Regions from separate parts of the Sus scrofa genome. Here region 1 is linked to region 2. A link is a contact called in public HiChIP or PLAC-seq data. All regions are on one chromosome and are shown on one strand. Each heading gives the region's core, a stretch centred on a gene start, on an enhancer-like site or on the middle of the called end of the contact. The rest is flanking DNA. Distances are from core to core; before and after follow the strand shown. Region 1 has its middle 56 kb from the start of ZNF217. Region 2 overlaps LOC106504276 (a long non-coding RNA gene).

What was found. HiChIP or PLAC-seq counts read pairs in DNA pulled down with a chosen protein or histone mark.
Region 1: an H3K27ac HiChIP or PLAC-seq map of alveolar macrophages shows a contact between it and region 2. The contact joins two enhancer-like sites. A contact is called at or near these places in 1 of 47 Hi-C or Micro-C datasets (embryonic fibroblasts) and 2 of 2 datasets of contacts at active chromatin or transcription factors (alveolar macrophages and skeletal muscle).

The regions. Positions count from the first base shown.
Region 1 is chr17:54,684,814-54,690,395 of Sscrofa11.1, forward strand. No RefSeq gene overlaps it. Among named protein-coding and RNA genes, the nearest start is that of ZNF217, 56 kb to the left of the region's middle. Within about 2 kb of position 4,013, at least 36 of the 83 cell types and tissues checked have an H3K27ac peak or open chromatin away from gene starts, as enhancers often do. A contact at or near this core is called in alveolar macrophages, where this site is marked.
Region 2 is chr17:54,868,048-54,873,017 of Sscrofa11.1, forward strand. It overlaps LOC106504276 (a long non-coding RNA gene), which reads right to left. Exons shown (of 9, transcript XR_002340125.1): 2 at 2,961-3,167; 3 at 1-2,174. Among named protein-coding and RNA genes, the nearest start is that of BCAS1, 160 kb to the right of the region's middle. Within about 2 kb of position 3,539, at least 10 of the 83 cell types and tissues checked have an H3K27ac peak or open chromatin away from gene starts, as enhancers often do. A contact at or near this core is called in alveolar macrophages, where this site is marked.

The DNA of each region.
Region 1 (5,582 bases), core at 2,763-5,262, 180 kb before region 2:
CACTTGTTTATGCAAAGACTGTAACCCCTGAAGACAGAAACCAGCTCACAGCTGTATTCCCAGCACCTAAAGCAGCCCCTGACAGGTAGGCTGTAGTCAGCTCTATTTGCTGAAAGGAAGTGTACACTGGTTCTCTTCCAAGGGCTGGTGATCCCAGGGTCGGTGAGATTAGCATGTTCCCTGCCCTCCTGGTGCTTATATTTTATTGGGAAGAGGCTGAAAAGGATCAAGAGAACAAACAAGTTCCTTATTGCTAATCCTGACAAATGCTATGAAGGAAACAGGATGCCATCAAGAATTCAGGGTCTTTAGGAGTTTCTGTCGTGGCTCAGTGGTTAGGACGCAGGTTTGATCCCTGGCCTCGCTCAGTGGGGCAAGGATCTGGCATTGCCATGAGCTGTGGTGTGGGTTGCAGACTCGGCTCAGATCCCGACTTGCGGTGGCTCTAGCGTAGCCCAGTGGCTAGAGCTCTGCTTCAACCCTTAGCCTGGGAACCTTCATATGCTGCCAGTGCAGCCCTGAAAGACAAAAAGATAAAAAAAAAAAAAAAAAAAAAAAAAAAAAAAAAAAAAGAAAGAAAGAAAGAAAAAGAAATTCAGGGTCTTTACATGAGACCTGGGTCTGAATTTTGGTTCTAGATCCAGTTCTGAAACTAGGGTGAGGCAAGTGAGGCACTAGCCTCAGGCACAAACTCTCAGAGGCACCACAAAAACCTCAGTAATTGAGATACATATTCTTTTATTTTATTTATTTTTTTGTCTTTTGTCTTTTTAGGGCCACACCCATGGCATATGGAGGTTCTCAGGCTAGGGGGTCTAATCGGAGCTATAGCTGCCGGCCTATGCCACAGCCTCAGGAACGCCGGATCCTTAACCCACTGATCGAGGCCAGGGATTGAACCCTCAACCTCATGGTTCCTAGTCAGATTCCTTTCTGCTGCACCATGACGGGAACTCCCATATTATTTTAATACAATATATTTTTTAAAAAGATCAAACTAATGCTCCCCAAATCTATGCTGAACAAAACACAAAATTTTTAAATAAAGACAGGACTGAGATTAGGGTGGGGCAAGAGAGGGGGGCCGTGCAAATGTTCTCTGCACCTGTTTCTCCCTCTACAAAGTGAGGTAACAGTAGTGCTACCTGGAGGTTCCCTGGGGGCTCAGGGGGTTAAGGATCCAGCACTGTCGCTGCTATGGCATAGGTTCGATCTCTGGCTCCAGAACGTCCATGTGCTATAAGCGTGGACAAAAAAAAATCTAACAATAGTGCTGCCTTTAAGGCTTTGTGAAGATCAAATGTGAAGGGGAGTCACACAGGTGCTGACACCCAGAAAGAGCTCCATAAATGGCAGTTATTATTATCTTATTATTTTCATCAGTGTTATTAGTTCTGCAGAAGTCCCTCAATAGGAAGTAATACTTAAGCAGTAACATCAACATAATTCAGAAAACTAAAGGGACAGTCACAGCATTTTGTCGGACAAGCATCACTACTTGTGATGCCATGATTATTTTATGGACCATTAAGAAACACTTCCAAGTATAATTTTGTGTGTGTGTGTGTCTTTTGTCTTTTTTTAGGGCCACACCCACAGCATATGGAGGTTCCCAGGCTAGGGGTCTAATCAGAGCTGTAGCTGTGGGCTTAAGCCAGAGCCACGGCAGTGCCAGATCCGAGCTGCGTCTACAACCCACACCACAGCTCACAGCAATGCCAGATCCTTACCCCACTGAGCGAGGCCAGGGATCGAACCCACAACCTCATGGTTCCTAGTAGGATTTGTTTCTGCTGCACCACCACAATGGGAACTCCCCAAATATAAGTGTCAGATGCCATCAATTACAAAATGCAGGCTAATTTCAACATGTTGAAATTTTAAAAACTAGTACTGGGTCACCCAAAACCATGACAATGAAGCATAAATGTATGTATTAAAGATTATTTCCAACCAGGAGTACGTAAATAAACATTTTCTTGGACATTGTGACGAGTTCATAAATTCTAGGATCCTTGAGCATCTAGAACTCATCATTTAATAATGATGGCTGAGTGAAAAAAAAATGAATGAATGAGACATGAAAGAATTAGTTAAAGCTACAATTGAAAGGTCTGTGTTCATAAATAGCAATGGAAATTATGTAAAATAGCAACAAATGCCCTGGAGAAAGGCAGATGGAAAACTCTAATGATATAAAAATAAGGAAGACTTGGGTAGACATTTTTTAAATTAAAACAGCAGTGGCCGTGTAATCCTGCCGTGGTTAACCTGGGTTGTTTTTAGAAGAATTCTACATCATTTTGACAAAATGACACATGTTAAAATCCATCACATGTGCTGTCTCTGTCCTGGATAGGTAAATGGGCAGTCACCATGTTTAGGAGGTGAATCTTAATAAATATTGAAAGGATGAATGAGTGAATTCTGTACATATGGGATCCTGAACCTAGCCCGCTAATTTAATCAGTCCAATTTTCAACATCAGAAAAATATGTGGATTCCTCCCACAGAGGGGATATTCACAGACGGCAAGCATTCTTTCCAAGGGATTGGGCTTGATGTATTCAATTGAGGTTTATGACAATTAACTTAAAAGAAAAACTGTCCATTTTTTAAACTATTATTATTTCCAGATATTTTATAAGAAAGGAGCTACACACATTTCTGTAACTAATAAATGATTTTCCTGCTGGGAGTTAATTTTTCAGTCACTTTGCATAGTTACACGAGCTAATTTTTCCAAGATTAGCAGTATTCTAACACTGCCTTGGAATATTAACACCAGTCCACGTTGTTGCTTTGTTCAGTTAAGTGCATATCTTAGCATTTATAAAATTCGGTAAATATTATTACTGTACCGTTCTGTTTCTGTTCTTTTGAAGAAAGCAGGGGAAAAAAGTATACCTCCTGTATTGAATTAAGAGTATACAGACTTCTTTCTCCCCTTTAAAAAAAAAAAGCATGCTGGCAGTTGAAAACAGGTGCTTATTCAGTTCCCTCAAGATATGAAAACAGATCAATGTACATTTGAAACTCCTCTTTCCTCAGAGCAGAAAATTGTAAGGGTTGAGCAAAACAGAAAACAGAGTCCTTTTCTAAATATAGCAACGTCATCTGACCCCACTCGTCTTTGTACTCAGAGCATTAAGGTATCAGACACATTGCTTCATGGATGTGGCATATAATTACTCCAGGAAAGGAGCATATGACCAACCAGCACAGAGAGACATGTTGGGCTTCTGTCTGTCCTTTTTGATCTAAGGAAATAAACTTAAGAATGTTGTTGGGACAACCCCACGTGACAGCATGTCATTGGGGTAAACTTCCCTACTGCACACAGAAAGCACTTCTTTGGTTTTATTTTCATAATCCCTTTCATAGCCACCGATGTTTAAACACTTTTCACACAGTAGACCTTTTTTTTTTTTTTTTTTTTTTTTCCTGTTTGCTTTTTTAACCGTGAGTCTGCACACTGGGGCTAATTCCATTTTGCCGGCTATCGTGGTCATTCCTGCAGCATTACATTGTTCTCAGTGTCAATCCCCTGTAATTAATCTCTGAAGGTGGCGTTTTGCTTGTCTTACTTTCAAAGGCTCCTTTAGGGAGCAGTTTGGACTGGGCTCCTTCACGTTTTTAGGGCTTTCCATCTTTGGTTTTTTTTTTTTTTTAATGTTTAAAGAGCAGGCCACAGGTTGACTGCATTTCTGGACATTTCAATTAAAGATGAAATTGGGAAGGAGGGGCCATCCCCACACGTGGAGGTGTGCACCCGTAAACGCACATTCTTAAAATGCCTCTTCTATTTTGCAGAAGGGAGATCTTTCTAGCCAAGCAAGGGTTTACAAAGCCATAATTAAGAAGGAACTAAGACTTGCTTTTGGAGGGGTGGGGGATGGGAGAACGGATACATATTAAAATTGAGAAAAGGCCTGCCCAAGACTGGGAAAAGGCAGTTGTTCTCATACTGCTAGCAACGTTTACCAAGGGGGAAATTTCTGTTTGTCCTCTGGGCCCACGGGAGGGAAGGAGTAGAAGGAAGTAACTCGGATTGTCCCATAGTTGAAGGAAGCAGAGGCCTCAGCTGCTTGCTAAAAGTTCAACTTTAAAAAAACAAAAAAGTAGCTCAGGCACATGGCAAGTTGTGGACCACAACTGAGAATTTAGTTTGAGAATTCTGGTATTTCTCCTCGGAAACCAACCACCCTGTCCCCCTGACCTGTTCAATGATGATATCCCCTGATTTGTTCTGGATGTATTTCCTCACAAATCTTCTAATACATGGTATCATTATTATTTTTTTTTAACAACTAGAATGCATTTAGGTATTATTACATAGTGAAAACTATTTTTTTCAGACTATGTATTCTCGACAGACATGGCAAAAGACTCTAGTTTTCTTTAAATATCCCTTTTTTCAAAACAACCCTCAGAAGTTAGATTAAACACTGAGTTTGTCTCTCTGACCTTTACTTGTCTTTAAAAAAAAATTTAAACTGCTTTTTTGGAATGTCCCTCGCAACATGATAAATCATAACTTAATCAACTTCCCCAGAGGCTTTCAGAACAAGAGAAAAAAAGTTCAGCTAAGATCAATTGCTCTGGGAATTCATCCTAAAAGGTAACACTCCCCGCTATGTATTTTGTTCACGGTGCAGCATTTCAACAATTCACCGCGAAAACCAGCTTTCCTTTTTGATGCTGGCTGAGGAGCCTAGGCCGGAGGGAAAAGGCAGACAGACACCAAGCATAGCTCAGGGATTATCCAGCTCCAGGTTTTACTTCCTTAACTGCTGAACTGAAGCCTGCTCTGTGATGAGGGATCCCGAGTTAAGTTTCAACATTAAGGAAACAGTAAACTCATTTCCAAGAGCTGTCTTCCCAAATTGCTCGGCTTCTAAATATGGAAGCTTCCTTTGTTTTCCAGGGCTTGTGCATACAGCATTTTCCCAGTCTATGGAGAACTCTCTCTCTCTTTCTCTCTTCTCCCTTTTAATAATCAAGAGTCCTTGAGAGCTCATTAATACTCAAGAGTATTCGTAGTTTCCTCTGTACAATGTGGAGCTTGTCGAGAAGCAAAAGAGTTCCTCCAATAACATTATCTATGGACATTTTCTGCCTCTTTTTCCCCGAATCCTATTCGTGACTTCATTTCTAATTAATCACTTGGCTCTCAAGATAATTCAGGCAGCGAACTATCTTTAGGAAATGAACTCACTAAAATTCGCTGTGTTTTACTACTTGAGTTTGCCCAAGCTGCTGCATTTTTTTCTTTTCTCATAAAATCTAGAGGTATTTCAATCTTTGCAATAAAAAAGGTGGATCTAAAAAACCCCACTATTTTCCCATATCGCTGTAATCAATTTCATTGTATCACAAAAATAGAGAATTTAAAATCTCCAAAAATATCCAGCTTCCCCCTTTTTCCCCCTTATATAGTCAGTAGGTCAAAAAACCCACATGTAGTCATAGGGAGTGAACACATTAGATACAAGTTTTAAAAATTCTGTCATATACAAGTCATTTTAAACTTGAATCTTCAAAACTCTGTTCCTATAGAATTTTTCACTGAAGTATGGTAT
Region 2 (4,970 bases), core at 2,289-4,788:
CATTTTGCAGCATCGCTGGCCTTAGGAGCGTGGTACTGATCTTGTCCTATAGTCAGAGAGGAGGAGCTGAAGCTTGGCGAGTGAAGTGATGGGTCGAAATCAATCAGTAACTAAACGGCCGAGGCGGGCTTTTTCTTCCAGGCCAGGTGACTCAAGAACTCGTGCTGTTAATCAAAAAGCTACAAGGCTTCCTTGACCCCAAATTTCAAAGTCTCCCCTTCAGTTTCTCCAGATGTGAGCTGGAGGTATGGGACCCAAGGTTCTAATTCTTACCATCCTTGTGCAGACAGCTGGGTTGGTATTTTCCCCCACAAAGCCAGCTGGTTCCTGCTGACATGGGCTGAGAAGAGTTTAGTGGACTGATACCGAGTGACTCACAGATGGGGAATTGAGAGCGAAGAAAGAAAAGAGGGGAAGAGAGAACTAGGCTGCCCCATGCCTCTGGGGAGCAGGTAGACTTCTCAAAAACATCCTTCTAGAGTGAGGGAGCTGTGGCGTGTGCCTTCCACCCTGCATCATTCTGGTGACGCTCGACCATCCCCACGCCTGGTGGGTGATGCTTTATCTTGGCTGTGGATTCCCCCGAGGCAGGTGCCTCAACCTTCCCACTGGGGTGAGTCACAACGAGGCTCCATTAAGCCGTCTGCTCCCACTTTTCAGGGCTCATCCTTATCTAAAGGGTGCCCGGTGCAGTGCCAGGCACAGAGCAGATGCCAAGCAAGTAAATGTGGGACGAAGAACTGAGAAGAAACACCATCTCCAATCCTGAATCATGGCTCTCACTTAGAAAGCAGACATCACTAAAACCAGCGTCCCCCGTGAGGGGTTTTGGGGAAGGTCTCTTCCCTGGCAGAGAGTTCTTATTCATCTGAGAAACAAACGATTGAGCAGGTGGTCTTAGTCCATCTGGGCTGCTGTAACAAAAACCCTAGACTGGGTGACTGATAAGCAAAGGAAGTGTCTTTCTCACCATTCTGGAGGCTGAAAGGCAGAGATGAGGGTGCAGCACGGCCAGGCCAGGCCTCTTCGCAGCTGCTGACGTCTGTGTCCTAGCAGTCCTAGCACTGTGTCCACTCGTGCAGGCTCCACCTTATGACCTAAGCACCTCTCAAAGGCCCCATCTCCTAATACCGTCTCATCGGGGGTTAGGTTTCAACATGTGCATGTAAGCAGGGGAAGGACACACATCCAGTCTGTGGCGCAGATGGGAGCCAAAACGCCACCTTTATTGCTGGTCAGTCTCACTATCTGTGGGCCCCTGGGCTTCCCAACACTGACCCCAGAGTAAAGTGAATCTTCCAATTCCAATCCAGGAGCAGAGAACAGCCCCCTCCTCTGCCCCCCCAACAAGGAAGGGTACAAGGAGCAGGGCACAGCTCAGTTCTTCCCAAATTTACCTGCCGGATAAGCCTCCCCTCCTCTCCGTGTGGGGGGTGGGCAGTGACTGAAGGGAAGCACCTGCTCGGGGAGACGCCCTCCTCCCCAGCACCACGTGGCCCGGGGAAGGTGCACGTGGGGCTCTGACCCCGAGCTGATAGCAATCTACTCTGCAGCCCCGTTCGTATCCTTGGTGGCTCTCTACTGGTTACGTTCTCACAGCTGTGACGAGAAATCTTTCCATCACTCAGGACTTGACACGAAAACACCTGGTTTTGAAAAGTGGAAAATTTTGTCAGAGGACTGTGAAGGTTCTCTCAAAATAGAAACGCTCAAAGCCCCAGAAAGGAAGGTACGATAATTAGCATCATCAACTCAGTGACAATCAAAGGCCAGTTTGCCTGACGCTGGGTTGATTGACAGGCCAGGAGAACAGTGGCTAAGATTTGGTGTTGTGAGACTCCCGAGTTTGAACTCCTGCTTCTTATAAAGTATGTAAGCTGAGGCTTGTTATTGCTTCTAGACCTCGTTTCCATAGCTGAAAGGATGATAACAGCTTCTATTCCATATGATTTTTTTTTTTTTTTTGAGAGGATCTGTGGATCCCATGCAGGTCAAAGACACAGACCAGAGCCCAGCACAGAGTAGGCACTTAGTGAATCTTAGTTAATGCTCTTATGATGATTTGGGGCCATTGGTGATGATGGTTAGAGTCCTTGTGTTCCCATGCAACATGCTTCTTACTCATTTGCATTATCCTCTGGTTGGTTGTTTGCTGATATGCAGTAGAAACAACACTGGAAGAAGAATTTGGGGATCCAAGTTCAAATCCAAGTTCTGATACTTTCTAGCCACCTGCTAATTGACAAAAATCACTAGACCTCTTTAAGCCTGTTTCCTCATCAGTAAGGGGTGACATCATAGAAAAGCTTAATTTGAACTTGGAACATGAATTTCTTCCCTTGGAACATTCTTTTCTTTATCCCCTCATCTGTTACCAAGTATTTAGCCAGGATCTCAGCTCATCTGCTGCTTCTACAGGGCAGGCCCCCTGCCCATCATGCGTATCCATTTGCTCCACAAGTTTTAATGAGCACCTACCCTGCGTGCCTGATACTGTTCTCTGGGCAGAGTGATCAATAAGCCAAATGCGGTCTCAGGCTTTCAGAATTAGAAGGAAAAGGAGTTCCCGTCATGGCTCAGTGGTTAACGAATCCGACTAGGAACCATGAGGTTGCAGGTTCGATCCCTGGCCTTGCCCAGTGGGTTAAGGATCTGGTGTTGCTGTGAGCTGTGGTGTAGGTCACAGATGCGGCTCAGATCTAGCATTGCTGTGGCTCTGGAGTAGGCTGGCAGCTACAGCTCCGATTTGACCCCTAGCCTGGGAACCTTCATATGCCACGGCAGCGGCCCAATAAATGACAAAAAAACAAAACAAACAAAAAAGAATTAGAGGGAAAAGTCAAGAGCCTTCTCTCCTTATTGTGTTCTCCAAGGTCACACCTCTCCCTGGTCAGACTTGCTCCAAGTTGTGGACACCATCAATAAGACCTAGGGTGAGAAACAAACACAGTCTCTCTCACCTTCTCCCTGGACCAGGGGCCTTGTAAAACTCCAGTTAATACACTGAATTTCCCCAGCAAAGTCCTCCCAGCCTCAGCCTCCTCTTCCCTGCAGAGTGAGATTGTTCAGATTCATGAACAAACTTCCTTGGAGCCGCTCCAGCCCATGGTGATGATGTAGGAGCACCAAGGTCCTGACTCAACCAAGACGCCTTGCCACAGGTGGACCTGCACAAAAACAAAACCAGACAAACGCCAGAGGTGGGTAGATCACCTCCTTTCTCACTATTCCTGCCAGGACGCCCTGGGCCAGCTTCAGTGGGCAGACAGGCTGGAGAGCTAGGCGTGGACAGCACGGGCCTGGGCACCCCCTACTCCTCGTAACCAGTATGACCTTGCGCAAGCAACTCTCTTAAGGCCTCAGTTGCCTCATCTGTAAAATGGGGATGGGGACATTTCCTTCCTAAGACCATGATGAATGTTAATAAGAGACAAAGTATGAGACGCATTTAGTGTCGAGCTTGAGGCATCACTGCTCAATAAGTATCAGCTGCTGCTCCCACCAGGACACATGTCATGCTCACACGGGAATAAGGCCAGCTCACACATGACTCATCCACTGTGTGGCCTGGAGTGACCCCTTCTCCCCACGTGGCTGAGTCCTGTTCTCTTTTGAGGTCATGGCTGTTAATACCGTCTCAGTTATTCTCAACCTTGGCTACACACTGGCAGCTCCTGGGCGCTTTTACAGCGAGTGACGCCTGGGGCAACCTCCCGAGGTTCTGATCTAACCAGGGGTGCTCCCCAGGCCACACTAGTGTTTGGCCGCAGCTGGGAGTCACCGCTGCTAGAGGCGGCGGAGCATGACAGCCAAACGCCAGCCTAGAGCCAGACTGCTGCAACTGGTTTGATTCCTGGTTCTGCAACTCACTAGCTGTGCGACTTTGGGCAAGGTGTCAGCGCTCTCAGTGCCTCAGTCTCCTTACCTGTGAGACGGGTGTAGCGATGACAGGACCTGCCTCATGGTGGTGTAAAGATTAAGTGGGTGAATGTGTGATACGCTTAGTACCGTGCCCGACAGATTCCTAGTCAGACCTGTAGTTATAATTCCTTTAAATTTTTTTTTATCGAGGTAAAATATACATAAAATTTACCATTTATCCAGTATTCAAGTGTACAATTCAGTGGCATTCAGTGTATTTTCAGTGCTCTACAGTAACCACCCCTCCGGGTTCCATTATCATCCCAAACGGGAACTCTGTACCAATTAAAGAACTTGCACCCCTGCCCCCCGCCTCCCAGCTGCTGGTAACCCCCTTATACCTTCTGTCTCCATGAACTTGCCTCCATGTTCCCACAGATAAGTGGAATCATACAATATTTGTCTTTCTGTGTCTGGCTTTTTTTCACTCAGCATCATGTTTTTTTAGGTTTCATCCACGTTGTAGCATGTATCAGAATTTTTCTTACAGGCGAATAATATCCCATTGCATGTATATACCTGTTGCCTCACTCCTCTGTTGATGGACATTTGGGTCGCTTCCACCGTTTGGCTCTTGCAAACAGCACTGCTGTGAACTTGCATGTACATGTATCTGAGTCTCTGCTTCCAATTCTTTGGGTATACACCTGGAGTCGAATTGCTGAATCGTACGGTAATTATCTGTTCAACGTTTTATGGTTTTTCACAGGGGCTACACCATTTTACGTTCCCAACAGCAAGGCACAGAAGTTCTAATTTCTCCACATCTTCCCAAACCCCCCCCCCTTTTTTAAAATAATAACCATCCTAATGGGTGTGAAGTGGTGTCTCATCGTGGTTCGGTTATAATTCCTTTTGATCTCATCCAAAGTGGCTTATCCATCGCCTGTTACTCACTCACCCACAGAACACAGCTCTTTACTTTCATGCTGTTATCACAGCGTGTCCTTCTGTTTGTTGAATGTTTGCCTTGCCGAGTAGCCCAGGACTTGGCAAACTGTGGCTCGAGGCTGCAGGTCAAATCTGGCTGCTCTTTGTTTTTGTACAGC